4 separate regions of the Mus musculus genome follow, and regions 2, 3 and 4 are each linked to region 1. The links are chromatin contacts, called in public Hi-C and HiChIP or PLAC-seq maps. All regions are on one chromosome and are shown on one strand. The core of a region is the stretch at or near the end of the contact, and the rest is flanking DNA. Distances in the headings are between cores, read along the strand shown. Region 1 has its middle 15 kb from the start of Commd8. Region 2 overlaps Txk (TXK tyrosine kinase). Region 3 overlaps Tec (tec protein tyrosine kinase). Region 4 holds the start of Tec (tec protein tyrosine kinase).

Region 1 (6,329 bases), core at 3,252-5,751:
CTTTAGAACCAAGGGAGACAGATATGTAGGCCAGGACTTTAGCCCCTGTTTCTGTCTGTCTCTCTGTGTGTCTCTTTGTTTCTCTCTCTCTCTCTCTCTCTCTCTCTCTCTCTCTCTCTCTCTCTCTCTCTGTCTCTGTGTGTGTGTGTGTGCATAACTCATGTACATGTAATTTTAGGTGATTTGTATATAGGAGCTTTCATAGTTCTTGAGCTGCAGAGTCTATATTTCAAACTTTAATACCTGAGCATGCAGGTTGTTGACTCTTTTTTATTTTAATGTCTATTAAATATAATTTGAAGAAAAACCATGTCTAATGGTTAATGGTATGTGTCAACAGGTAAAATACAGTTTTTTTTTGTTGTTTTATTAAACATTCTAGATGTTTGTAGGAAAGCCTTTATATTTTTAGATGAGATTAAGATTTTGATCATAGCCAGACATAGTAGTTCATGCCTTTAAACCAAGCACTTGGAGGAGGCAGATGCCAGCTTGGTCAATACAGTAAGTTCCTGACACCCATAGCTACATAGTGAGACCCTGTCTCAAAAGGGGGGGTGGGTATTTTGATCGAAAGATTTTTAAATAAAGCAGATGGCTCTCCACAGAATGTCCATGTGCCACACCTCTAGATGTAGCTCGCTAGAAAGTCTCACTTGGGAAAGGCTGACTGGATAAAAGGAGAGCTTTACCAGCAGGCTACCTTCAACAGGAATTTTGAAACCAGCTCTTTGAACTTGAAGTTCCCACAATCATATAAAACAATTCCTAGAAACAATTTTCTCTCTCTCTCTCTCTCTCTCTCTCTCTCTCTCTCTCTCTCTCTCTCTGTTTCTCCAGGAGACCCTGACTGGTAACACCCATCCTAGAAGCAGCAGAAGCTCACCAGCACCTTGATGCTTACTCTGTGTCCAGATGGTATACCCAGATTGCAACAACCCCCTCCCCCCCCCCAAAAGAGACCACCAGGAACCACAACTCTGATGCAAACACATAAGAGTCTTTACTCAGTTCTGCAAGCCTGGGTCACAAACCTTCCTGATGCAACAAGATAGGAGAGCAACCACCAAGTCTAGGTGAAGGGGATTTATAAAGGAAAAACCTGCAAGCCCTGGCATTACATGAGAGGGTAAAGGAAGGTTGGTCTTTAAGCTAATTGGTTTACAGTGCTTGGTTAAACCACGAGGAGGGAGCATACATCAAAAAAAGCAGCACCTTGACCTGAGAAAGATTTATGTTTTCTTACCACTCTGTTGTTATCAGCTAGCTGCAGCTGCTATATCTATTTTGCTACTGCCAGGGACATTTTGCTATTTTTCTCAGGCCTCAAGGGGAGGGGGGGGCATACCTCTCTAAAGGCAAGTTAACTTAGAATGAAGTCTTAAAAGCAAAATGGAGTTTATTCTGCTACCTCAGTCCCTTCACTTCTCAGTTTCTATGGCTGCATTACCAAAAATGAGTGTCCCAATAATATACACCAGAGGAAACTTGGCCTTCCACCCAGCAGACTACATTCCATGCAGACCCTGGCTAGATGAAACAATTCCACTAATTGAGCAGAGCAGCGCTGCTTCCTTTCACTGTATATTCATTCATTCAGGCCTTACTTGTCAGACCAAAACTACATCAGGCTGGATTCTCCAACACAGCCTCCCTAGTCGGGGACACAGCTCAGGATCCCCGTGGACTGCTGTAGTGTAATGCACTAACATGCCTGGTGCCCCAAATCTGCATTGTTTAGTAGAGTTCCATCCCTGCTGGTTTTCTTACCCTAGCAGTCAGCCTTAACTATGTGCAAGCCCTCCACCACGGCCAGGTTTCCTGGCTACATTCACTGCCAGGGAGTATTTTAGGCCCTCAGTTTAATTCTCTTGCACTGAAGTATCTTGATTACCTAGTGCTTTTCGGTTTGTTACAGTCCTGGTCTGCCCACTATCGTTGAAGTCTCTCCCTCCTCCTCTTCTTTCTTCTCCTTTAAAAGACTTTAAAAGTCTATTTAGGTTGAGTCCTCACTTCTGTTTTTAAATCCTTTACTAAATGTTTGCTGCGCCTACCTCTACATCCTGTTGGCAGAATGCATCCCCTTCCTCCTACACTCCCATAGCACTGATTGCTGTGTCAATTATAAATGGTATTCTATTAGCATCTCACAACTTGCTGCTGGGTTTGTATTTTAGCGATGAGAGTGAAGGACTCTTTTAAAAGACTACCACTGAGCCCTGTATGGAATTATCCTGGCCTTTTGTTGTGTAGGGGTTGTTAGTAGACCCCTCAGTGCTATGTGGAATCTTTCTTTCATTTTGGGTTTATTTTGTTTTTAGATAGTATCCCCCTCTGTAGCACAGTCTACACTTAAACCCAGCATGTAGTTGTTCTGACTCCAAACTCATGGCAACCATGCCATAGCTTAGGACTAAAGGCATGAACTATCAGCTTCCGTGCCTGTCAGCTTTCCTGGACAATGTAGGCAACAGTGAAGCCCAGCTGTGGGCTCAGCAGGGCCTGGAATGGAAATCTGAAGACAGAGAGGAGAAGCGTGCCCTGCACAGGAGGTGAGAGGGCAATGTTGCATTCAAAAGGAAGGTGAAAGGGAAGTGATGGAAGATGCTTTGTAGGAAAAAAGGACGTGTGGAAACTCAGCCTATAGACTGAACTAAATTAATGAAGTCAGAAGATGTAGGGAAATCATCTCAGGCTAAGCCAGGAACAAGGATGGGCGTGCACTCATCTTTTTATTCATTCTTCATGTGTATGTGTGCTGCCCATGTCCACTTCCCCCTTTGGGTTGAAGGCTGGGTGTAGACAGGAAGCTCAGCTGGGTGTGGCTAAGTGCAGCGCAGGATCTCTGTCAGAGATGAGTTCCAGGGCAAGGCACACACCCAGGAACAGCTTAGGAGAACTGGTTCCATTTATGGAGGTGGTGGGTATTTATGGGGAGGTGGCCAGGGTCTCTAGGGCAAGGTTTGTGTGGCTGTGTACCGTTGTCCGGAGCAGAGGTATTGGAAGATACTTCATCTACACACTCAAGGCTTTGGTAGCAGCAGGGGATGGTGGGTGGGGGATGCTCATAAGGTCAAGAAATGAAGCCTGATAACTGTCTGGGTAATAGTTTCTTACAAGGGTTGATGGCGGGGAAGCTGGTTTTATGGCACCAGGTTGGGGCCTGGTTAAAAAAAAAGAAAGAAAGAAAGAAAGAAAGAAAGAAAGAAAGAAAGAAAGAAAGAAAGAAGAAAAGAAACCAAAAAACAGAGGTGAGGATTCAACCTAGGTAGACTTTGAAGGTTTTAAAGAAGAAGGAGGAGGGAGAGGAGGAGAACGAGAAGGATAGGAGGAGGAGGAGAGGGACACTACTGCCATAGTGGGCAGACCAGGCCTGTAACAAATCTCCAGTTGAATCATGTTTGAGGTAGCTAGGGGCTGAAGCTCTGTAGCCCCGAGTTATTACATTCCCGTGTGTGTGTGTGTGTGTGTGTGTGTGTGTGTGTGTGTGGTGTGTACACAGGTGTGCAGAGGTGCTTGTATAACTATACACACCTGCATCTGGAGGTCAAGGTCAGAAGTCTTTTTCTATCACTCTCCGACCTTATTCATTGAGGCAAGGTCTCTCTCTTGAACACAGAGTTTGCCCATATGGCTGGTCTTGGCTAGGCAGCCTGCTCCTAGGTTCCCTATCTCTGCCTTATGGCTACTCAAGATCACAGGTGGGCCGACACACCTACCTGACCTGTACATGCGTTCTAGGAATCTAAACCTCTTGCTTTCAGAGTTGTGCAGCAAGCACTTTAACTACTGTGCCATCTCCCCAGCTCTGCTCTTTTTTTTTTTTTAGAAGAAACCCCATGTTCCCTCCCCTCTTTTTTTCTTTTTAATAATCAGGAACAAAAAGCAAGGAAAAGCCCAAGAAATCCTCAAGGGAGTTGCAGGGACTAACCATCAAAGCCCGTAGTAATAACGAAACTCACTTTGTGTTAATAGTCAATGCCTATCAAAAGACAGCTGCAGAGGAGAAGGGGAACTGAACCAAACTGCGGGGATTAAGGAACTGGCTAGCGTGTTTGAGATCTTCTGGGTAGATCTAGGACTAGAGAGAAGCCACGCCCTGCTTGACCCAAAAGATAACACAGCTCTGTTGGCCCCGCCCCTTTCATATTCATGCCCCTTGCCTTCCTGCTTTCTTCTTACACTTACCTTTCTGACTTTTCTTTCCTTCTACTTTAAAACACTATATATAGAGTATACATATATTCAGCTCTTAAGTATTTGTCGGCCGATAGGAGTAATTTACTGACAGTGAAATGGTCGGAAGAGAAACAATAATGAGAGACAGAGAGCCCCAAGGAGACAAGAGCTGGTAGATGAGACTATTAGCTTCCCAGAGAAGTGAAACTGCTTTCTCTAAAGAGAGGGTGTCTTACATACGAGGCAGACTGACGAGAGGGGAGAACTAATTGAAGTCCACTCCAGATGGCTGGACTCCACAATCAACTGCAGAAAGTAAGAGTGACTAGGCGGCGGGTAGAGAGCAGGGTGGAGACTCGCTCATGTTGTATTTATTGGACGCTTAGAGATAAACAGAAAGATTCCTGATCAAGAGTATGTGTTCGATTGACTTAACTAAACTTCCCAGGGGAAGCAACCGTTTTCGGGGAGTGCTCCCATCATGCACTCCTGCAACACTGCCAGGCAATGCAATGCAACGGGAGGAGGCCACTGCTCGAGCCTCTTCCTGATGAACAATACACATACTGTAGGTGAATGAAAAAAAAAAAAAAAAAGAAAGAAAAAGGAAGGGCATGACTGCTCCTAGGTACGGTGGAGGAGAAAGTTTATTGTCTCTGCCCCACAGTTGCAACAGCCAGGTAGGCCTGGCTTACTATAAAAGGGGCTGCTTGCCCCTTCCTCTCTTTCTTGTCCTCTCTGACTCTCTTCTATCACTGACTCCTTCCTCCCTCCCTTCCCCCTCTCTCTCCACGTGTTCCTGACCCCAGCCTTCTCTCCCCCCCCCCCCACAGTGTGTGTCTTTCTGTGTCTCTACTCTCTTCTTAACTCCTTTTCCCATGCCCTAAATAAACTCTATTCTCCACTATACCTGTCCTCAGGGGGAAGGGATACCTCAGCATGGGCCCTCCGAGGCCCCCTCCCACTCATCGTACTTGGCACTACCAAACATATTCCTGGCTGTTTGTTTGTTTGTTTGTTTGTTTTTTCGAGACAGGGTTTCTCTGCATAGCCCTGGCTGTCCTGGAACTCACTTTGTAGACCAGCCTGGCCTCGAACTCAGAAATCCGCCTGCCTCTGCCTCCCGAGTGCTGGGATTAACGGCGCGTGCCACCACGCCCTGCTCTTCTTTTTTATAAAACACAACAGAGTGCATAGCAGAGCCAAGCATCTGGGAGAGTCCAGAGTGGGCAGGAATCTCAGCCACAACACTGAGTCATGACCCTGAAGAGAAGGGAGGCGGAGGGAGAGGGAGGAAGCGAACCAGAGGCAGCAGCGAGAACAAGGGGTTAATAAAGGGGGGACATGGGTGGGTAGATGGGTAGATGGGTGGATGGGTGGGTGGATGAGTGACCAAAGCAGCTGGATTATAAAGAGAAGAGCTCTAGGGGAAGGACAGTCCAGCCCCTGGGTTGGAGAGTGGGTGATGGATAGGTAGGTGGGTAGGGGGCCCAGGTATGCCAGCCATAACCTGTAACACATAGAGAAGCTGGGTGAACCTGACTGCCAAGATCGACTTAATATGTTAATAGACACATCAATTACCCATTTGTCCCAGGGTTTCAGTCTTAATTAATGGTAGGGAAGGAGACAGTCAGAGCCCAAGATCAGGTAGGTTACAGAGCCAAAAGTTTTAGTTAGCAATGCAGAATTGAGCCAAGCCAAAGCAGCTCTGTCAAACCAAAGGTCCCAATATCTGGAAAGACCTCAGCACTAACTAGTAATTTGAGTATGCTAGACACATCCTGCATATTATAGCTCTTCATGCCCAAAATCTTCAGCTTATCTTATACTTACATATGCTTTGGTGGTGGTGGTGTTCACCCTTTAGAAACCCACTATATCCAGAAAGTTTTCTTCTTTGCCATTAACCAAGTTGCTCCCATAGCACTTTAACTTCCACACTGAGGAGAACTTCTCACACTGCCTCACTATTGTCTGGTCATTGCCCTTCTCCAAACCTCGAGATCAAGCCCACAGTATCACAAAGACTTGGGTCATCTTTCATTGCTAGCAGTCAGCCACACAGCAGCCTCTCAGTCTATGTTTATTGGATCAACATGGGAATTCTTTGCACATCTTTCTTCAAGGTGAGGAAGAGAAGGAGGGAT
Region 2 (6,049 bases), core at 801-3,300, 530 kb after region 1:
GTATACATTCAACATTTTTTGATTTATCTTTCAAGTCCGTAAGCATACTTCCAGTTAAGGAATGCAATTTGCATGTGTGCAAAATAATGTCAGGACAGCAAATCTCAGAATGAAACATTTTCAAGCCATAAGAACCCTGAGACTATATAACTTCATGGAAGTATTTGAGAACTGAAACATGACAAAGCATTCGCTTACGAGGGTGACTGTCAAAATGCATCTGAGATAAGACAGATGTCTATTGGAAGTAAGGCAAAGGCAGGCAAATGAACCCTCATATGTGGTTCAGTTGAACAAATAGGACCAACACTTCACACAGGCAGAGAAGCGTGTGAATAGAAATGTGTGTTCCTGTGATGTTACTTTCTCTACACACGGATCAGTCCCTGGTTAGACATTCCACAAATCACTATAGGACCACTGGTAGATGGATTTAATTCTTTTCAAGTTTTTTTAGCCTTCTTGCAAAGTTCCTCAGCTCCCGTGTCTTCCCTTGAAAGAGCATCCTGAGACACGGGAGCTCAGGACATCTCCTGATATCCTTTTCCAACTCTTCTCTTCCGTCGCTAACAGAATCAAGTTTCATGGTTCTCAATATCATCTCTGGGGAACCATTCTCAAATTCGTGCCCTCTACCCTGACCTCTCTCCAACTCTAGCCTTACACATTTACCTGACTACTTTGTCATCTTTAATTCTTCTAATAGGCTTCTCCAATTCAACACCACCACACGCACGCACGCACGCACGCAGGAATCCACCCACGCACCTGGCTCTCCCTGCACAACTTTTAGCCTGCTAGAGGAAGTCCTCTTCCTAGCAATTACTAACTGTTCCTGTAACCCTGTGGAGGGGCTCGTGACTCTTACAAATTCCTGGACTCCTGAATCATGTTAAGTTGTATTAGCTTCACAAGTCTTATGAGCCTCGGGGAACATTCCGGTCCCAAGAAAATAGCTTTACTAGCTACAAATGTAAATATATCTACCAGTTGTCCTGCAGTGAGTTATGACACGTCTCTAATACGTGTGTAGAGAAAGTACCATGACAGGAAGCAGGAACACACATTTCTACCCACACGCGTCTCTGCCTGTGAGAAGTTTTTCTCCTGTTCACTCAACTCTTCACCCTCAGAAAGTCTGATCCCTGAGTTCCCAGCCAAGGTTGTCTCATTCAAGAAGCCCCTTATCTAACATTTACTCAGCACCTACCACTAAGCTAAGCATAATATACTTTCCTTGTCTTTCTCATTGACCATTTCATTAACTCACACAGCGATCCAATGTCAGAAGTACCCGTTGTTTCCAATTGTATAGGTGAGGACTCTATAGACTTGAGGATGACATAGTTCATGCATGTCACACAGAGGTTAAGTAATTTGCCAGGGTTACACAATGTCTTGGGCAGAGTCGTGAGCCAGGTGCAGGTGTGTCTGATTCTAAAGTCCAGGTTCTGTCTGAGACTCTGAGGGGCGGGGCCGTGAGTACGTGGGGCAGGACCTTGCACTTACATCATCACCTTGGCTTCCTCAATGAAGTCTTCTTCAGACATGGAACCTTCATTGATGGCCTTGATGGCGACCGGGATATGTGCTCTCCATTCTCCTAAGTGGACAACCCCAAACTGACCACTTCCGATCTCCTTGACAAAAGCCAACTCTGATGGATCTATCTCCCACTTTTCTAGAAAGGCAAAGGACTCGTGTTAAAAAGTGAAGGAAGGATGGTTAAAGGACAGAAAGGGAGAGCGAAAGATTTCAGAATTATCCAGTCCTATCTCCTTGTTTTACATAGATGTTAAAGGTATACAGGTAAGGATCTGTAACAATATATAATCCAAGATGTCAAGGGTTAAAAGAATTGCCTGCTTGGAGACAAGAATATATAGCACTGAGACTATCAAAACATAATATTACACATATCCATGTACTTTTCTAAACAAAACTAGTGGTGGGACCTAAAGCATGGATGTCCCCAGCCTGGATTTGTTATAGTGCTAAGGGTGGGGCATTTTCTTTTCCGGAGGTACTTCCTCTTGTTGTTTCAGTTTCTCCTACTGTTCTCATTCCACTGCTAAAACACCCTTCCTGCCTTGCGTAGCCTCTCCTTAGGGATGGGTCTAATATATGTAATTGTATACATGTCCATTACCAGGCTGTTAACCAACATATATCTAAACATGTGTTTAAGGTGAAATTTGTGTTGTTGTATATTTCTCATTTCTCATAAGCAAGCCAGGAAGGGGGAGAAAAAGAACTGTTTATAAAATAATACCCTTGAAACTATGCAAGCTTAACTTTTTTAGCACCTAACTTTCCCTACAGCAACACCGCCACCTGCTGGAACTTTAGGACAATGCACTTAGCAGGATTATTAATGATGATAAGTAGTCCCCAACTCAGCAGGGAAATGCTGTTGTAAAGGTGACAGGAGAAACGGATTTATGACCTTGACAGTGGCACAGAATTTCTTGATAGAATATTATCACAGGAAAATATTAATAAACTACAACTCATAATTTTGTCTGCTTATCTGGAGAGTTGACCCTGTGGTTGAGAGTGCTTGCTGCTCCTGCAGAAGACCAGGGTTCAATCTCCAGCATCCACAAGCTGGCTCAAAACCATTCTGAGCTCCATCTCAAGGAAACCCAACTCTGTCCCTCTTCTGGCTTCAGCAGGCCTCATAAAACAGAATATCTAAATGACTGCTATACCTATTAAACCGTGGCCAAAATAACTAATCGTGAGGGATCAAAATTAAACCATAAACCAATACCGTCAAACACTTAACAAAATGGCTAAAGGGAATTTTTACCAAGGGTGAAACTATAGGCCTGGTATTCCTATACATTGCTGATAGGAGTGGAATTTGGTATAGATTCTTTGGAAAATTGATTCTGCCTAGGAAATCTCAAACATTGTGACTAGCCTTTGATGAGACAAAACTACTCTAAACTATACTTACAGCAGGGCCTAACTGAACATTTATCATCTAAACATAAACGAGAGCTTTCATAACTATAGTACTTGTAAGAGCTAAGCCTGAGGGACAACCCTAATAGCTGTGTAAAGGAGGTAGCAACCCTGACAGTGTAGCCCTCCGTCCCAGGGAAAATGAGCTGGCCACACCCAACACAGTAGACGAAATTCAAAGTGGTGAGAACAGGAAGAGGCCAGACAGAGTGTGTAGTTTCTCATTCGATTACCTAAAGTGCTCAAAACTTGGCAAAACAAAACAAAAAAACAACAAAAACAAAACAAACAAAAAAACCCACTATGCAATAGGTGTGGCTTATGCCATATTTTGTTCAAAAAAGTTGATCTTTTCCTGAAAAAGTAAAGAGCATAATTGCCAACTGCCTTGCTAATTACATAAGATCTTACATATAGGAATGATAGATGTACCCATAGCACCCTGAAGTCCTCCTTCCAACATTCTTAAACTAAGACCCTGAATCATAGTCATTTTTATGCAATATAATTCTCACTGTTCCTTGTTTCTTTCCCAATATAATCTGAGTCCTGCTAATGAGAGGAATTCAAGGGAACAGCATTTTCTACAAGTCAGAAAACAATATTTCCCTGGTTGACATTTAGTCTCACAGACGTGTAAATGTCACACCTGCTAGAAAGTGATTTGAATCTGAGGGTAGCGATTCTGTGTGAACAAAAGTGAAGCGGAGCCGTTAAACTCAACAGCTCTTTTCTCATGGAAAGCAGTCATTTCCCAGCAAACCTTGTAATCAGAAAACAACAGCCTCAACATCCAGAGAATAGTAGTTATTTATCAAAATGGGAGGATGACAGGTCCTCATAAGGCACGGTGAAATGCTAAGCTAAACCAGAACATTGCTACTGACTTCACGTTGCCCTGGGAGATGGGTTATTTCAACATCTCCAGCAAGAGATTTACATTTTTAAAGGAAACATATGCAGATAGACATTTCAAACGAACTGAGAATTTAAGGAATCTTCAGGGTGGTTCCTGGATGGATGGATGGATGGATGGATGGATGGATGGATTCCCTCAGCACATGTGTGTACTTTACCATAGCTAAAACCAGATGTGGCTGGTAAACAGCTGCCCAGGAGCCCAATGGGATAGCGGAGACGAGATATGAGACCTAAGGAGAAAGAAAAATGAGCATATCAAAGCTAGTTATTAGTTACAGTAGGAAGAAGTAGGTATACTGGAAGGTAGCACTTGCCTTTAAATAATTAGGTATAACAATTTGGTGGGTCATTATAATTCTCTAATCTCCACCTAAAAACACCTTCCTGATAGATACTCACTGTACACAAAGTTCACACAAAGTTCTCTCACAACATTTCAGTGTGCACCGATGAATTATTATCACTTTGGCCAAAAAAAAAAAAAACTTGGCAAAGCTTTCTTTGAATATTTTGGAAGCATGTATGTAGTACATACATACATTGTACACAAATTATAAATGTTTTAATATAACTTTTTCCTATCAAGCATGTAGTTTATACATACAGAGGACTATAAATAGACCCCAAAATATTTCTGAGATTTTGCTGTTATAAAATATACTATATTTTCTTGAACATATGTTTGTATTAGTCTCCCAAAGTTTCCTCTTACAAAATGGGATACTTGATCAAATTATTTGCAAAAGCGTTAACCATCAAATTGAACACCCTTTGAAAATAGATTTTTGTGGGATTCTTTTGTTCTGTTTTGGTTTTGTTCTGTTTTGTTTGACAGTATCATAGTCGAATGAATAAGACTTCATATGATTGGGTCAACATGAAAAGAATTCTAGACAACCAATTTAAATTTGTCAATAAACATCCATTATTTATTTCCTCGGTCGCTACTAACTGAAAGTCTGTTCGCATCATGCTCTATGTTGATGTTAGGAGACAGCGGTGAAGGAGATGCTGACGGCCTCTGCTCTCAGGGGCCCTACTTTCTAGGGGAGTGGGAAATAAACCAGTGTGTGCACGCACAAGAAAACGTCAACGATGGTAAGCCAGACAAAGTGGATAAATGTAGTTATCAGAGAATGAGTGATCTAGGAAGGCCTTTCAGACAAGATTATCATAGGTATGAAGACAGTGACTGACAAGGAGTCACCCACAAAAACCAGTTGGGAAAGCCCAGGCAGGTGAATAGTGTGCAAAGACTGGGAGGCAGAGACAAGTCTAGCCAGTGGGAGGCGGAGACAAGTCTAGCCAGTGGGGAAACAGAAGGGATTAGGACCTAATGCACAGGATTCTCTTCTAGGTGAATCCCAAAGGCCTCAGCTGATCCACACAGTGATTCCTGAGATGGCGGGTTCCTTCTGCAGGAAGCTTTCCCTCGGTAAGAAATACAAGACGAGACAGCTCTCACATGTAAAAAGGGATATTATGTGAAGACACACACAGCCTAGCCGGGACACAGACAAAGAACGCCTAGCACATGTGTGTCTTCTGGGAGGAATGGCATCTGCCAAAAAGGAGAAACTCGAAAAGGTGTTCTAGGCATGAGAGAGTAAGGAGAGGCATGAACCATGAAGCAGCGGGTAGGAAGAGGCAAGAAATCATCATCAAGAAGGGTGTATTCTCTGAGTTCCAGGCCAACCTGGTCTACAAAGAGGGCTACACAGAGAAACCCTGTCTCAAAAATCAAAAAAAAAAAAAAAAAAAAAAGGTGTATTCTCTGGTTGTGATGGGTCTTATAAGCTGTGTCAGAAGGCACTGCATTTTATAGCAAAGTGGGGGAGAAAGAGATGGAGCGAAAGAGACTGGGGTGGGGGGTCAGTCTCAAACAAGAAAGTGAAATCTTCATATCGCCATTTTTGTTAGCTCACTGGTAGATTTGTTAGCATAGAGGTATATTGAAGGAAAGTGAGCTTTGGAGACAATGAGAATGTTAACAAACTGCTAGAAATTATCCATGGGACTTATGATTAATTAGGGCAGCCCTGATACTAGGGGGAAACAGGGATCCGGAGGAACATATTTAGGATATGAAATTGATTGCTTTTGTAATTGATCAAGAGTATTCATGCAGTCAACAGTTTATCGTTCCTACCTCGTGATG
Region 3 (6,290 bases), core at 3,382-5,881, 650 kb after region 1:
TACCCCCAACTCTCCCCCAGTCAGTCCAAACATTGCTCAAAAATAGCCCCTGGACGTGCAGGGCCACCCCTCCTCAAGATATTCAGCCTCTGGTCTCCGCAACTCTCCCCAATCCTCTCTCTCCATCTATAAAAATTCCATCAACTCGGAACTCCCCTCCTTGAAACAACCCTTCCTCATGTCTCTAGCTAATGAAAACCTGCCAATACCTGGGCTCATAATCTCTCTCGTTCATCACCAAGCTCGTCAAATTCTTCCATGTCTAACAATTAATGGACACAGCATAACTTCTCACCTAGCTGTTGATCTACCAAGGTGTACATTAGAATCACCCAAACAATGCTTTAAAATACAGGTAGGTATCTAGGCTCTGCTCCCATTTTTCTTTAATATTTTCTAGGTTTGCGGCGGGGCCTGGACATCCTAACTCTACACGTAAGTGGAACTGTGTCCCACTCTCTTAAAGAAGAACCTGAAGCCTTGTGCCTCTTCCTACCACCCAGCTGCTTGATAAACATTTGCGACCTGGACCCATTAATCCACGTAGATCATAAATGAGCAATCAAAAAAAGTTTATTCTCTTTGCATCTAAGTTGGTCCTCTTACTATATTACAATTTTGGCCTGTGCATTTTGGTGTATAGTAATAAACCACAACCCTCAGGAGGCTAAGGAAAAGGGATCATAAGACTCAAGCCAAACCTGGGCTACATAATAAGATCCTGTCTCAAAAATAGATAGGTAGGTAGGTAGGTAGATAGGTAGGTAGATAGATAGATAGATAGATAGATAGATGATAGACAGATAGATATAGATGATAGATAGATAGATAGATAGATAGATAGATAGATAGATAGAGATGATGATGATAGATAGATAGATGATAGACAGATATAGATGATAGATAGATAGATATGATAGATATAGATAGATAGATAGATAGATAGATAGACAGACAGATAGATATAGACTATAGATAGATATAGATGATGATGATGATGATGATAGATAGATAGATAGATAGATAGTAGACAAATATAGATGATAGATGATTGGTAGATAGATAGATAGATAGATAGACAGACAGACAGGTAGACAGACAGACAGATATAGATGATAGATAGATAGATGATAGACAGACAGATAGATAGATATAGATGATAGATAGATAGATAGATAGATAGATAGATAAATATAGATGATAGATAGATAGATAGATAGATAGACAGATAGATTATAGATGATAGATAGATAGATAGACTCTATATTGTTTTCCTGAGAAACTACTGGTATGCAAACTCTACTTCCTTAGAAATCTTTATAAAAAGACATTTTCAGGAAGGAAAGAAAATGGCTACTTAGGAAAGGTTACCAGGAGCAAAGCAGACTAGGCTCTAGACACACGTGTATAGAACACATAGTTCTCATCCAGGAAGCAGCTCCAGTGTTGCCTCACAGTACACAGACTTTGGAAGGCACTGGCTACAGCATGTCCTAACTGCAGTTCTGAAAGCAAAAATCCAGACAGCAAAGATAAGAAAAATGTCTGTTTAATGACTTCAGGGTGAGGAGGAATCGTCCGATCTGATTTACTGAGAGACTAATAGACTAATATTAATAGTCCATACCATCTGAGCTGGAAGGGATCTTACACATCATCTCCTTTGCCTCACAAATTAAAAATCTAAGGCTAGGTTAAACATCATTAAAGCATCTTGCCCAAAGTAATGTAGACCAAGACCAGAAAAAAAACATTCCCTCCTAGTTCCAAATGAAGAGCTCTTCCCACATAAATACACTGTCTTGATATAATTCACTGGTCAATGGAAAATTCTAGCCAACGAAAGCCTTTGTCCCTCAAAGGGTTTAACGGAAGTACACTTCTTCTCTTAGAAAAGTTCAGCTAAAGATGAAGGGCTGAAAAAACACCCACTTCCTTCCTGGAAGTCCATCAAAAATAACTATTTTATTTACTTGTTATTAAGAAATTAACTGGCCGGGCGTGGTGGCGCACGCCTTTCTGTGTCCCCAGCACTGGATTGCAGGCATGTCCTGCTGTGCCTTTTCTATGGATGCCTGTAAATGAGACTTAGCCCCCTCATACTTACATGGCAAGGACTTTACCAACTGAACTCTCTTCAAAACTCTTTAAAGGAAGGAATTATGTTTCAGAGGAAAGGACTGAAACAGGGTGTAGTGGGAATTTTGATTTCTTTTAAAAACACACAAATATTGTAAGAATATGTTTTTGTTTTAATCCCAGGACTGGAATAGGGGGTTGCCTCAGATTGTCACAGCAGCTGACTGTGATTTGCTTCATGAGGACACGTGATTTTGCCAGCTGCAGACAATTTCTGCCATTGTGTGATATTTGGAATTCTGGGGACTTTTCAGAGGGTATAAAAATGCTAGGCCCCTGAGAGTGGGTTGTTGGTGTTGGTCGGTTGCTGTTGGTCATGGTTGGTTGGTTGCTGTCGGTCACGGTTTGTTAAGTAGTTGTTCACAAAAAAGAAGAAGAAATTAGATGTCCTGATGGCGAAAATCAAATTTGTCCCAAGGGTCTCAATGCCCCTAATCTGCAGGAAGTAGTGTAATGATAAGCTTGTTCCCTTTCCTTTCTATCTTTTTTCTCTTCTATCTAGTGCTAGGGGGCTGGAAGGGAGGAAAAAGGATGGAGAACAGAGGGAGAAAGAAGAACCCACAAAGTAGTGAAAGTTCAACTACAACAGAGTCTCACTATGCAACTCTGGTTGACCTAAAACTCTCTATGGCCTCAAACATGAAAGGCATTGCACCACCATGCCCAGCTCCAAGGTAATTTTTTGCAGGTCTATTTAAAAAAAATACCCCCTTTTCTGTGTCATAGGTAGCTACTCTCAATGCTTGGTAGAACTAAAGTTCTATTTGTTTGCTTTTTTATTGCTGATGTTGTTGTTGTTTCATTAAACTTAAGACAGGATCTATCTCAGGAAAAATGAAGAGCTGAGGCAGAGGTACCACCCTGCAAAGGGAGCTGATGTGAAAGGCTCTGAGCACATGTAAGTAAATGTGTGACCACTCGGCTCTCTCGTGCCACACGATCCAGATCACTGAGTACAAAAAGACGCCAGAAAGGCCCAACCCTAAACACAAAATGAAGGAAAGTTTGGATCACCAAGGAATTCGAGGGAGATCTTAACACCAAACACATATGACACAAGGCTGTGACACAGGCAAAATAAACAATAAAGTACCCAAAGGAGGTGGGGTGTGGACACTGGAAATTAACACAGTAGAAATCAAAAAACTCAGGAGAGTTAAAATGCAAGCTAAGGAAGTCTCCCACGAACTACAACAGAAAGTCAAACAAACAATGAATTGGGAAGAAAACACAATAGCATTAGAGGGCCCACCCAGAAGCCCAGGGACTGAAACTTGAGAGTTCAAGGGCAAAACCAAACAAAACAATGGGGGGAAAAAAAAAAGCAAAAAAGTAGGCTTTTTTTTTTTTTTTTGGTCAAAATAAAGGTTATATCCAGATTCAAACTATAACCAAGTCACATCTTATAAAATTTCAAAATTATGGAAAGAGACAGAAGGTTCAAAAGGCTTAAAAGCTAATAATAATAGAAAAGATCAAAACTCCGAATGGCAGTCACCACAACAGTCCTGGCAGCTCAGAAGCAGAGAGTTTCCCCCTAGGGGAAACTGAGACCTGAGAAAATGTAGGGAGAGCCACCAGAAGACAGTAGTCTGCTAACTTAAGTCCTATTCTCAGCAGAATGTCAATACAGGTATAGGATCATAAATACAGCATTCATATGTGACCTATGAACATCTGAATAGTAGCCTAACATTCCCTGAAAGAAGTGAGGCTGAGATAACCACCTTCCTGCTCCGGACAGGGAGCTGGCCTGAGCTGTCCTCCAGTCTGGTACCAGGAAAGCCCAGATGGACTCTTAGCATGTGGAGCAAGCCAGAGACAGGCAGAAGAACCCTGCCTGGATCCCAGGCAGGAATGAGCCCAAGACAGATCCCCTCACAAGGGGCAACTTGTGCCTGACGGGGAGCTAGCCTGAGAGATAACCACCAGTCTGGCACCTCACAGGCCTGGGGGGCATGGGGGTGCCACACCATGCCTGAGATGACCCTTGCCTAATACTGTAATGCATGAGCGGGCATAATGACCCCAGACACTCAGAGACCCCGGGTACCACCTAAGAGGAACAAGTGAACAGTGAAGAAATGGAAGAGAAAGAGAAACAGAAAGAGGAGGTCACAATGAAGAGCAGCAGAACCAGAGATGCAAGGGTACTGGGGAAGAACTTAATGTGAGTAGCTGGTGATGCCACATGGGACCGCGGTGGCATCCTAGCCTGTGCTATTACCAGGGAGCCACGTCTGCGTTTGTGGCCCTATAGCAGCAGACATCCCTGGTCTGGTCTGCCACCTAGGGATGAGTTGATGTCTGAGGACTGTGCAGAACTGGCCCCACCCCTCACCTGGTCATCGTGGGAGAGCTGGTCTTGGGGGCATAAGAGCAAGAGAGCAGACCCCCACACCTAGCCAACTTTAATACTGGGGAGAGCAGGCCGCACATTGCAGAAGTTGTGGGTAAGCTGACCCAAAGATACACATGTGGAAGAGCTGGCCCTACCACTCATCTCCCATGTGGTAGCATAGACAAGGGAGAGATACCCTCCTCACCCTCAATCCTCACCACCTAGTGGCAGGCAGGAGACCTAGCCCCAGGATCATGAGAGCAGGAGAGCTGGCCCTGCCCCTCACCAAATAAAGCGCTTGGGAGAGTGGGCCCTGCTCCTCCCCTGGGCAGCATAGTAGAGCTGACACTGGTGGTGGGGGTGCAGGCAGGCTGGCCTGAGGGAGGGAGTGAGGAACAGTTGGCTCCACTATTTGTCTGCTGGGCAGTGACATGGACATAAGAGAAATGCCCCCTTCTCCATCCCTTACTTCCTATGGCAGGCAGGAGAGCTGGCCCCAAGATCATCAGGTCAGGAGAACTGGCCCTGCCCCTCACCTGTTGTAGCCCTTAGGAGGGCAGGCCCTGCCCCTCACCTGGGCAGCACAGTAGAACTGGCCCTAGGAGTGGGGGTTGCCAGTGAGCTGGCCCAAAGGGTGTGAGCAGGAAAGCTGTCAGACTGATCTCTCAGGAGAAGATCCAGGGCTTTGAATTGGCCTACCCCAACATCTACCCATTGATGAGCAGGCCAGTTCTACAGATCCAAAACGATAAGATCTACAAGACACAGGGCAATAATGTGATATCCAAGAGGAATCCCAGTGAGGTTCCAGTATTCATAGAGTAGCAGAAGCCAGAGGCCTAGTCCCAGACCAACAAGTCATTGCAATGAACATTTGCAAGTAAAGAACTGTTGGACAAAAGGGTACCCTGTGACACACTACAGCTTCCACAATGAGATTTTTTTCCTCTCTGTTGGGGTGGGGAGAAATTGCAAGGGTGAAGGACAGGTACAGGAGAGGGGGAGATGAGGGGACTGGGGTGCATGATGAAATTCACAAAGAACCAAAGAAAAGTGTTTTTAAAAAGAAAAACAAAAAGGCAAAAGACATTCCAATCTCCCATCATAATGAAGGGAAATTCCAAGATAAATGACAGGCAGCAGCAAGCCAAGTGGCCAACCTCTTCAAAAGATCAAGTTAGAAGGTTCCTGGGAAGAGCTCTTGTAGAAGATAAAACTGAATACCTGGGGCAGCTCATAATAAATTAGCTAAACATTATTGATATAAGAAATGAAAGTAATTAATTCCAAGGAAAATAAAAACCATACAGAAAAGCCATACGAAAGCAACCATATTATATCCTGACCTGGCTATCTAAACAGAATCTATAGCATCAAAATAATATAAATAAGTAATAATCTTGCTATTATTATAAATGTTTTTGGGGGGCAGGAAGTGTTTTTCTGTGTGTGTGGGAGGGTAGGTTGTGCAAGAGAGCCACATTCTCTTCAGGAGTGACCAACGAGGTGGAAGAGGAAGTAAAATAGAACCTAAATTTGAAATATCAAGTGATACATGCAAGGTGCTACGTAGAGATTATCAAGAGATAAAATTACATCAAGATTGCACAGATAAGCTTGGCTTTTCTGTGAAAATGATAAATGGGGCAAAGTCTACTCTTTGAAAATAGTAAAATAGTAAAATAGAATAAGAACACCCTTGAAAATTGACAGAACAATGACCTTAGGACCATGAGACATGGAAGCCAATCAATAGATTTTAAACTGTGACCTGAGATCTCACTTGTTCTGATGAATTTTTTAGATAAGA
Region 4 (6,111 bases), core at 2,308-4,807, 680 kb after region 1:
CACAAAACTACACACACACACATACACATAAACACACATGTGTACCAACTTGGAGAACGAGAGAGAGAGAGAGAGAGAGAGAGAGAGAGAGAGAACACTTTTAAATTAAAAATGCTAAAAACATGCTTAGAACCAGATATGGTGACACACCTGTGACTCTATCACAGGTGAAGTTAAAGCAGAAGGAAAGCCGCCTGTTAGGCAGCCTAAGCTATACAATGAATTCTAGGCTGGTGTGAACTACATAGCAAAGCCCTGTCTCAATAATAACAACAACCATAATAATGTTAAAGACACTGGGAAAACCCCAGTGTTAAACTTGGATACTACTGATACTGAGAAAACCTTCCTAAAAGACTTGGGAAATAACAAGACAGAAACTTATGAAAGGCACAAAGTGAGAGGATTGATCCAAAATACCTGACATCCAAACAACAAATTCCTTAGACAAACATTACAGAAAAATCGGACGAAAATACCAATGAAGGAACCCAAAAAATTTTCCCCAAACTAAAAGATGTAAACTCCCACACGCAAAAGCCCGCACACTGATAAGAACAAAGACATGCCAGCGCACAGCATCAGGAAACTTAGAGATGGTGGGAAAGAAGAGAATAGTTCATAACCTCACAGAAAGAGCACAGCAGGGCTGTGGATTCCACCCCAGCTACACGCAGAGATTAAGGAGCCAGAAGTTCATAACCTAGAAGATACTGAAACAGTGCCTTTGAAATTTCCATCCCAGGATTCCACACTCAGCCAGTCTGCAAATTGTGAAGGGAAAATGGATAACTTCAGTTAGAAAGACTGAGATCCTGTGCATCCCTTTCCAGGAAGCTTCGAGGATTACACACACACACACACACACACAAAACCCAGGAGATGGGACACAGGAAAGAGATAATGGGGATTCCCAGGAGGCTAGTGACAGAGCAGCCTCTGAGTGACAGTTGCAATACATAAAAAAAAAAAGTCCACCTCTCCAAGTGTATGGCAAACAAGAAGGTTCATGTTCAGCTTCTTGGGGCAAATAAAGTAGAGAGAAAACCTGGTTTCTTTAAGAGAAGGCTTGGAGAATCGGTCAAGAGTTGCAGATTGAATTAATGAGAAGTACACACACACACACACACACACACACACACACACACGCCAAACAATTACTAATCCCAAGGAACACAAAAATATGTGTTTAGCTGAGCTGTGAATATTGACCTAGCCATAAATCGTGTGGCTTATCTTGATCTAGCTACTTCAGAGCCCAGATTCTGTGCCTACATATATTTAAATTTGTTTGCTCCTTCTGGTTTCCCAATAGCAACCTGTTTATGGGGTTTTGGTTGTTGTTGCTGCTGCTGCTGCTGTTGTTTTAATTCCTTCCTTTTTTTTTTTTTGCCTTTACAATGGAAATGTAATTTTCAACCTCTACTTCATGGTAGCTTTGGTCATCTGTGCCCTGAGCAGTCAAACATGCAGTCAAATTAGTAGTTATAATCTGACCCAAGTAAGGACTGGCTGACCCAGGCAGAGATTGAAAGGCAGGCCTAGGTGGAGACAAGCATGGAGATACAGATAAGGTCTACGCCCTCTCCTCTAGGTGGCTTGTGGTTGTTTTTTCCAACAAATCTCTTCTAACAGCATAATCACATGGAATGAGATCATTTTCCCATGATCAGAAGTCAATTTCATTCCTTTCTTACAGACTTGAATGCCCCGCGAAGGACCTTAATGCTTGATACGAATTCAACTTCAAAGACTCTGCTTCACCTGCTGCTCACTGGACGAGAGCAGAGCTTCTACGGGCTCTGAACAGGGACAAAGTCCACAGACACTTACTGAGAATCCACAGGGGAGCCATCAGCAAGCTGAGTATCAACAAATGATCTTCCCCAGATGGGAGTGGAGGGAGTGGGGGGGGGGTGAAGTAAATGCCAAAATCTAGTAGGATGGGTGCAGGGAAGGAAGAGAGGCACCAACCAGGGCAGCCTGGAGAACCTGTAGGAAGAGGTGTGGTTAGAGGCCCTGGGTGCGGGGCGGGGAGGGGGGGGAGCGAGGGGGGGGATAGGGGGAGGCCAGGCATTCTTCAAGAACACAAATGTGCCAGTAATTGTCCACAGTATCTCCATCCTCCTTTAAGGATCAGCTGTAGGGAGAGAGGTTACACATAGCCCCAGCCCTGTCTGTAAACAAGACCACCTTGTTGTAAGGGAATCAAGAAAACAGTGTGGCAATGCTAAACCTTGCATTCCCACCCTAGATTCTTTCCAATCTAGAAAGAGAGGGAAACTCTAGGCCAAAGATCCATGTAGGGCAAAGGTATCGCCTACTAGAGCGCTTCACTGATTTGCATGTGTTTACAATACCTGTCCCCACACAATTCCACAAACCCGAAGGCACACACCCTTGTGGGAAGAACGAGGGTGATTTACATAGGCACCCTACAGAAAGCACCCCTGAGCTGGCAAGGAGAGGAATAGTGATCGGATTCATAAGTGTATGGCGAAAAGATAGGTCTGTCTTAAACAATGAAAATGTAACTGGACGACATGGATGTTTTCAAATACTTAATGTGTAAGTTTAGCCACAGCTCCCCCCAACCCCCGCCTCGCGGAAAAAAATCAAGCTCTTCCTTATTTTGAGTCTATAGACCACAGAGCTACAGTGTCGATCACTCAGCTATTAAATCCCAAATCTTACTTAGGAGACTCGATGCTTCCTCCTACCGCGCCTCGGCTCTGTAAAAGAATTATATAGACGGGAATAGGTTGTCAGAGTTTCCTTAGAGGAAAATGGGAACTCACTGGAAAAATGTAAAACCTCTGCTTAAAGCATGCAACTATTCTGTCTGGATAGGCTCCAAACCCACTTAACCAAGCCAGCCACCCAGTTGTCCCAATTTAACACTGCGATCAACTCTTCTAACCAAATATTCCACTTTCCAAAGATAAGCCCGAATGGGACCTGGTACACAGAAACATATTCGCCAACGACAGGAAAAAGTTAAGAAATGTCAGATCCAGGGGAAATTGCACAGTCTCGGGACAAGGTCCACGTAGTTTTTCCCACTTTGATTCTTCGAGTCCCTGTTTATCAAGATCCAGATACCACTTTCCAGAAGAGAAAAATAGCTAAAGAAGTACGTGCACCTGCTCGGGCACAAGCAACTGTGGACTGTCTTCCTGGATTCGAACTTTACCGCGGGACAAGCAGAAAGAAGAAAGGCCCCCTGCCGCTCAACTGGGAAAGGAACTCAATCGCGAGTCCTCTCGGCTCAGATACCAAGTCCAAAAGGGCTCAGATCTGCAGCCACCGGGGAAGGCGCGGCCATCAGGGGAGCGCACCTGTCCCTTCTTCCTGGCCCAAGGGGGACGGGCCTCTGACCTGACGCAGAGAGTCCGCTCTCACCTCCGTGAGAAGGGTAGAAAAATCCTCCCTAATCCCACTAAGGTCAGTCTCCCGCAGGTGGAGGCCAACTCCGTGAGCGCCGAGAGTCCCTTGGTTCTTACCTTGACGGAGCGCGTGCCGAGACAAGCCAAGACAGAGCGACGTCCAAACTGCGGAGCCCGGAGCTCGGCAAGCGCTGACCAAACCCATCGGCCACGCCCACCGCCCGGCTCCTCCCTGGCCCCGCCCCCTCGCCGCGCCGCCTCTGCCCTCCGCTGCCCACAGCGCCAGTGTCCCACCTTCCTTCCGCGATTTCAAAGCCAAAGGGAAGAATCGGAGCTCGCGGTCCTGCGGCCGAAGTTCCAGGGAGCGTCTCTTATCCAGACAGACGCGGCGTGGGGTCTCTCTAAGTCCGGACTTCCCATCCTAAGAGAACCGTCCAGAAAAATGCTCCTTCGTCCCCGGCTCGGAGAGCCGGTAGCAATAGCACTTGTGGGTGGCTAAGAACCGACCTCCACTTCCGCTTAGCCCCTCGCGGGCGAAACCGGATGATGCTGTGCTCTGGGGTGATAGAAGAATGGGTGGCTTGACTGACAAGCCTGAAGCATCAGAGCCTAGCATAGGGTCACCCACTTACATTATTACTGTTGATACACTAATAATGAAAACAACCTTCAAGTTATTCACTTTAAATACTGTAAAATTCTTAGACTCCAGGAAAGAACGTGCCGTTTGTCACCTAGCTAGCTAGCTAACTGAGAAGCTGTCCTGGAAAGGCTGGGGCTGTAGATCAGTGGTACAATGTTTGCTTAACATGCACAAGGCCCTGGGTTTGATTCCCTACTTTCAAGTCTAAGTTGTCTTTGATGGTAGTCTTGAGTCTTAGCCACTGTTATCTGATCTCATCCATCCTGTACTGTCAGACAGGCATGGTGGCCCACATATTTTATTCCAGCTGAGAGGGCAAAGGCAAGCCCATTTCTAAGCATTTAAGGCCAGTCTGGTAAACATAGTGGTTTCCAGGCCAGCCAGGGCAGGGATATGAGGACCTCTCAGAAGGAGAGAGACACAGGATAGGACTGTAATGTTCATAATAGTCCATGGGAATAAAAGACTGAGTTCGCCTTTGGGATGGAGAGAGAAATTAATTTGTAAAATGCTTGCTATGCCGAAGGTTGATCAGGTAGAGCCCATGTTTTTAAAAAAAAAAAAAAAGGAAAGAAAGAAAGAAAGAAAGAAAAAGGGAAGAGAAAGAAAGGAAGGAAGGAAGCTGTTTTTCACCTGTACTCCAGAGCTGGAGGCAGAACCAAGCATAGCTTGGCCAGTCAATCTAGCCCAACTGGCCAGCTCCGGGTTCCATGAAAGACTTTATCTCAAATAATATGGAAGAGAGCAATTGAGAAAGACACTTAGCCTCTGACCTCCACAGTGGAGCCTTTACATAGGGAGAAAACCAATATACCGGTAAGCAAAGAAACCATTTCACAGGTGAGAAATGTCTTGGCTGAAATAAACTGGGGTAATGAAAGAGAGATTGATGAGGAAGGAGGACTTCTCAAAGGAGGACTCTGTGGAGCTGAGGTTGAACAGTGAATCAGGCAGCCAACCTGAAGACGACGCTCGCGATCACGTGTGCAGTCACGTGTGCAGTAAGACTCCTCCCCGACACGGCTCAGGACTTAAAAGCAGTGCCTCCCTGTGCTATTTCTCCTGTGATCATCTTAATGACCCGAGAAGTCAGCTGACAAGATTCCATTTGACAGGGAAAGAACTAAGAGCAATTTAAAGGACTTGCCTAAAGTCATATAATTAGGAAGGGGCCGGGAATGGGAGGAGAACGCAGAACTGAACCAATGATTCCTGACTCCAGTTCCTCTCCTCCCGGGAAGGCCTCCAGTGTAATGAGCCAAGCTCTGAAGGAACCTTCCCTTTTCTCTCCTGCCTCTCATTCCCTTCAAGAGCTTATTTCCCTGCCATGCAGAGAGATGTCCCTGGGGGAGCAGGGGCTTGAATCTGTGAAACTGTATGTAAAAGAGTAGAGGCACATGTGCGTGCAGAGAGCAAGTTACTGCTACCAGTACTGCAGTGAGTGAGTGTGTGTGTGTGTGTGTGTGTGTGTGTGTGTGTGTGTAGAGTGTAGACTCGGAAGCTTATCATATTGATACCACTTTAAAGGACCTGATACTTCCTTTTTTTTCTTTTCTTTCTTTTCTTTTTAAGAACTATGATACTTTCCTGTCACATGGTCTGCTACCCCTGGGTGACCCTTGTGCCTCATATTCTCAACTAAATGGAATGATGCTTTCTTAATGTTAATAAAGTTGAATATAAAATGGGCATTTATATACATTTCTTGGAGCCCATGGTCTCTCTTCTTGTTGGGTATTGCCATAACATCTATAAAATTGTATTTATTTAAATGCTAGATAACCCTTTTTAACCCATACGTAAATTTCACGTGGCACATAAGAAACATACAGAATCTGTCTGAAAAGTTTGTACATAAAGTGGTGTTTGTATTTGGAGTTTCTGACACTCCTAATTTGGACATCTCTGCCTCCCTTTTGTGACCTTTCACCTATCCAAGGACTCTGCCCCTCACCTGACCATGTATTCATTGAATGAATAAATGATAATGATAACAGACAAGGACAGTATGGTCTACAGAGTGAGTTCAAGGACAGCTAGGGTTATACAGAGAAACCCGGTCTCAATAATAATAAATAATAA

What was found. A called contact is a pair of places that touch in the nucleus more often than the background predicts. HiChIP or PLAC-seq counts read pairs in DNA pulled down with a chosen protein or histone mark.
Region 2: a contact with region 1 is called in an H3K4me3 HiChIP or PLAC-seq map of bone marrow-derived macrophages, with 6 times the contacts expected there. The contact joins two enhancer-like sites. A contact is called at or near these places in 13 of 39 promoter capture datasets (the 3T3-L1 cell line, 3T3-L1-derived adipocytes, the C10 cell line and 9 more), 26 of 484 Hi-C or Micro-C datasets (the G1E-ER4 cell line, the HL-1 cell line, the N1E-115 cell line and 11 more) and 3 of 115 datasets of contacts at active chromatin or transcription factors (bone marrow-derived macrophages, embryonic basal ganglia and regulatory T cells).
Region 3: an H3K4me3 HiChIP or PLAC-seq map of the 230-238 cell line shows a contact between it and region 1, with 10 read pairs. The contact joins two enhancer-like sites. A contact is called at or near these places in 3 of 39 promoter capture datasets (the C10 cell line, hippocampal neurons and pre-B cells), 3 of 115 datasets of contacts at active chromatin or transcription factors (the 230-238 cell line, large pre-B cells and microglia) and 1 of 9 other capture datasets (embryonic stem cells).
Region 4: a Hi-C map of B cells shows a contact between it and region 1, with 1.9 times the contacts expected there. The contact joins the promoter of Tec here to the enhancer-like site in region 1. A contact is called at or near these places in 5 of 39 promoter capture datasets (the C10 cell line, the HPC-7 cell line, hippocampal neurons and 2 more), 1 of 484 Hi-C or Micro-C datasets (B cells) and 2 of 115 datasets of contacts at active chromatin or transcription factors (embryonic stem cells and large pre-B cells).

The regions. Positions count from the first base shown.
Region 1 is chr5:72,180,145-72,186,473 of GRCm38.p6, forward strand. No RefSeq gene overlaps it. Among named protein-coding and RNA genes, the nearest start is that of Commd8, 15 kb to the left of the region's middle. Within about 2 kb of position 4,502, at least 111 of the 459 cell types and tissues checked have an H3K27ac peak or open chromatin away from gene starts, as enhancers often do. A contact at or near this core is called in the 230-238 cell line, B cells, the HPC-7 cell line and 2 more, where this site is marked.
Region 2 is chr5:72,708,736-72,714,784 of GRCm38.p6, forward strand. Txk (TXK tyrosine kinase) reads right to left here. Exons shown (of 15, transcript NM_001122754.2): 9 at 4,047-4,121; 10 at 1,510-1,681. Among named protein-coding and RNA genes, the nearest start is that of Txk, 41 kb to the right of the region's middle. Within about 2 kb of position 2,051, at least 27 of the 459 cell types and tissues checked have an H3K27ac peak or open chromatin away from gene starts, as enhancers often do. A contact at or near this core is called in bone marrow-derived macrophages, where this site is marked.
Region 3 is chr5:72,825,205-72,831,494 of GRCm38.p6, forward strand. The region is part of intron 1 of Tec (tec protein tyrosine kinase); the gene reads right to left. Among named protein-coding and RNA genes, the nearest start is that of Tec, 40 kb to the right of the region's middle. Within about 2 kb of position 4,632, at least 23 of the 459 cell types and tissues checked have an H3K27ac peak or open chromatin away from gene starts, as enhancers often do. A contact at or near this core is called in the 230-238 cell line and pre-B cells, where this site is marked.
Region 4 is chr5:72,864,891-72,871,001 of GRCm38.p6, forward strand. Tec (tec protein tyrosine kinase) reads right to left here and starts at 3,558. Exons shown (of 19, transcript NM_001113460.2): 1 at 3,504-3,558.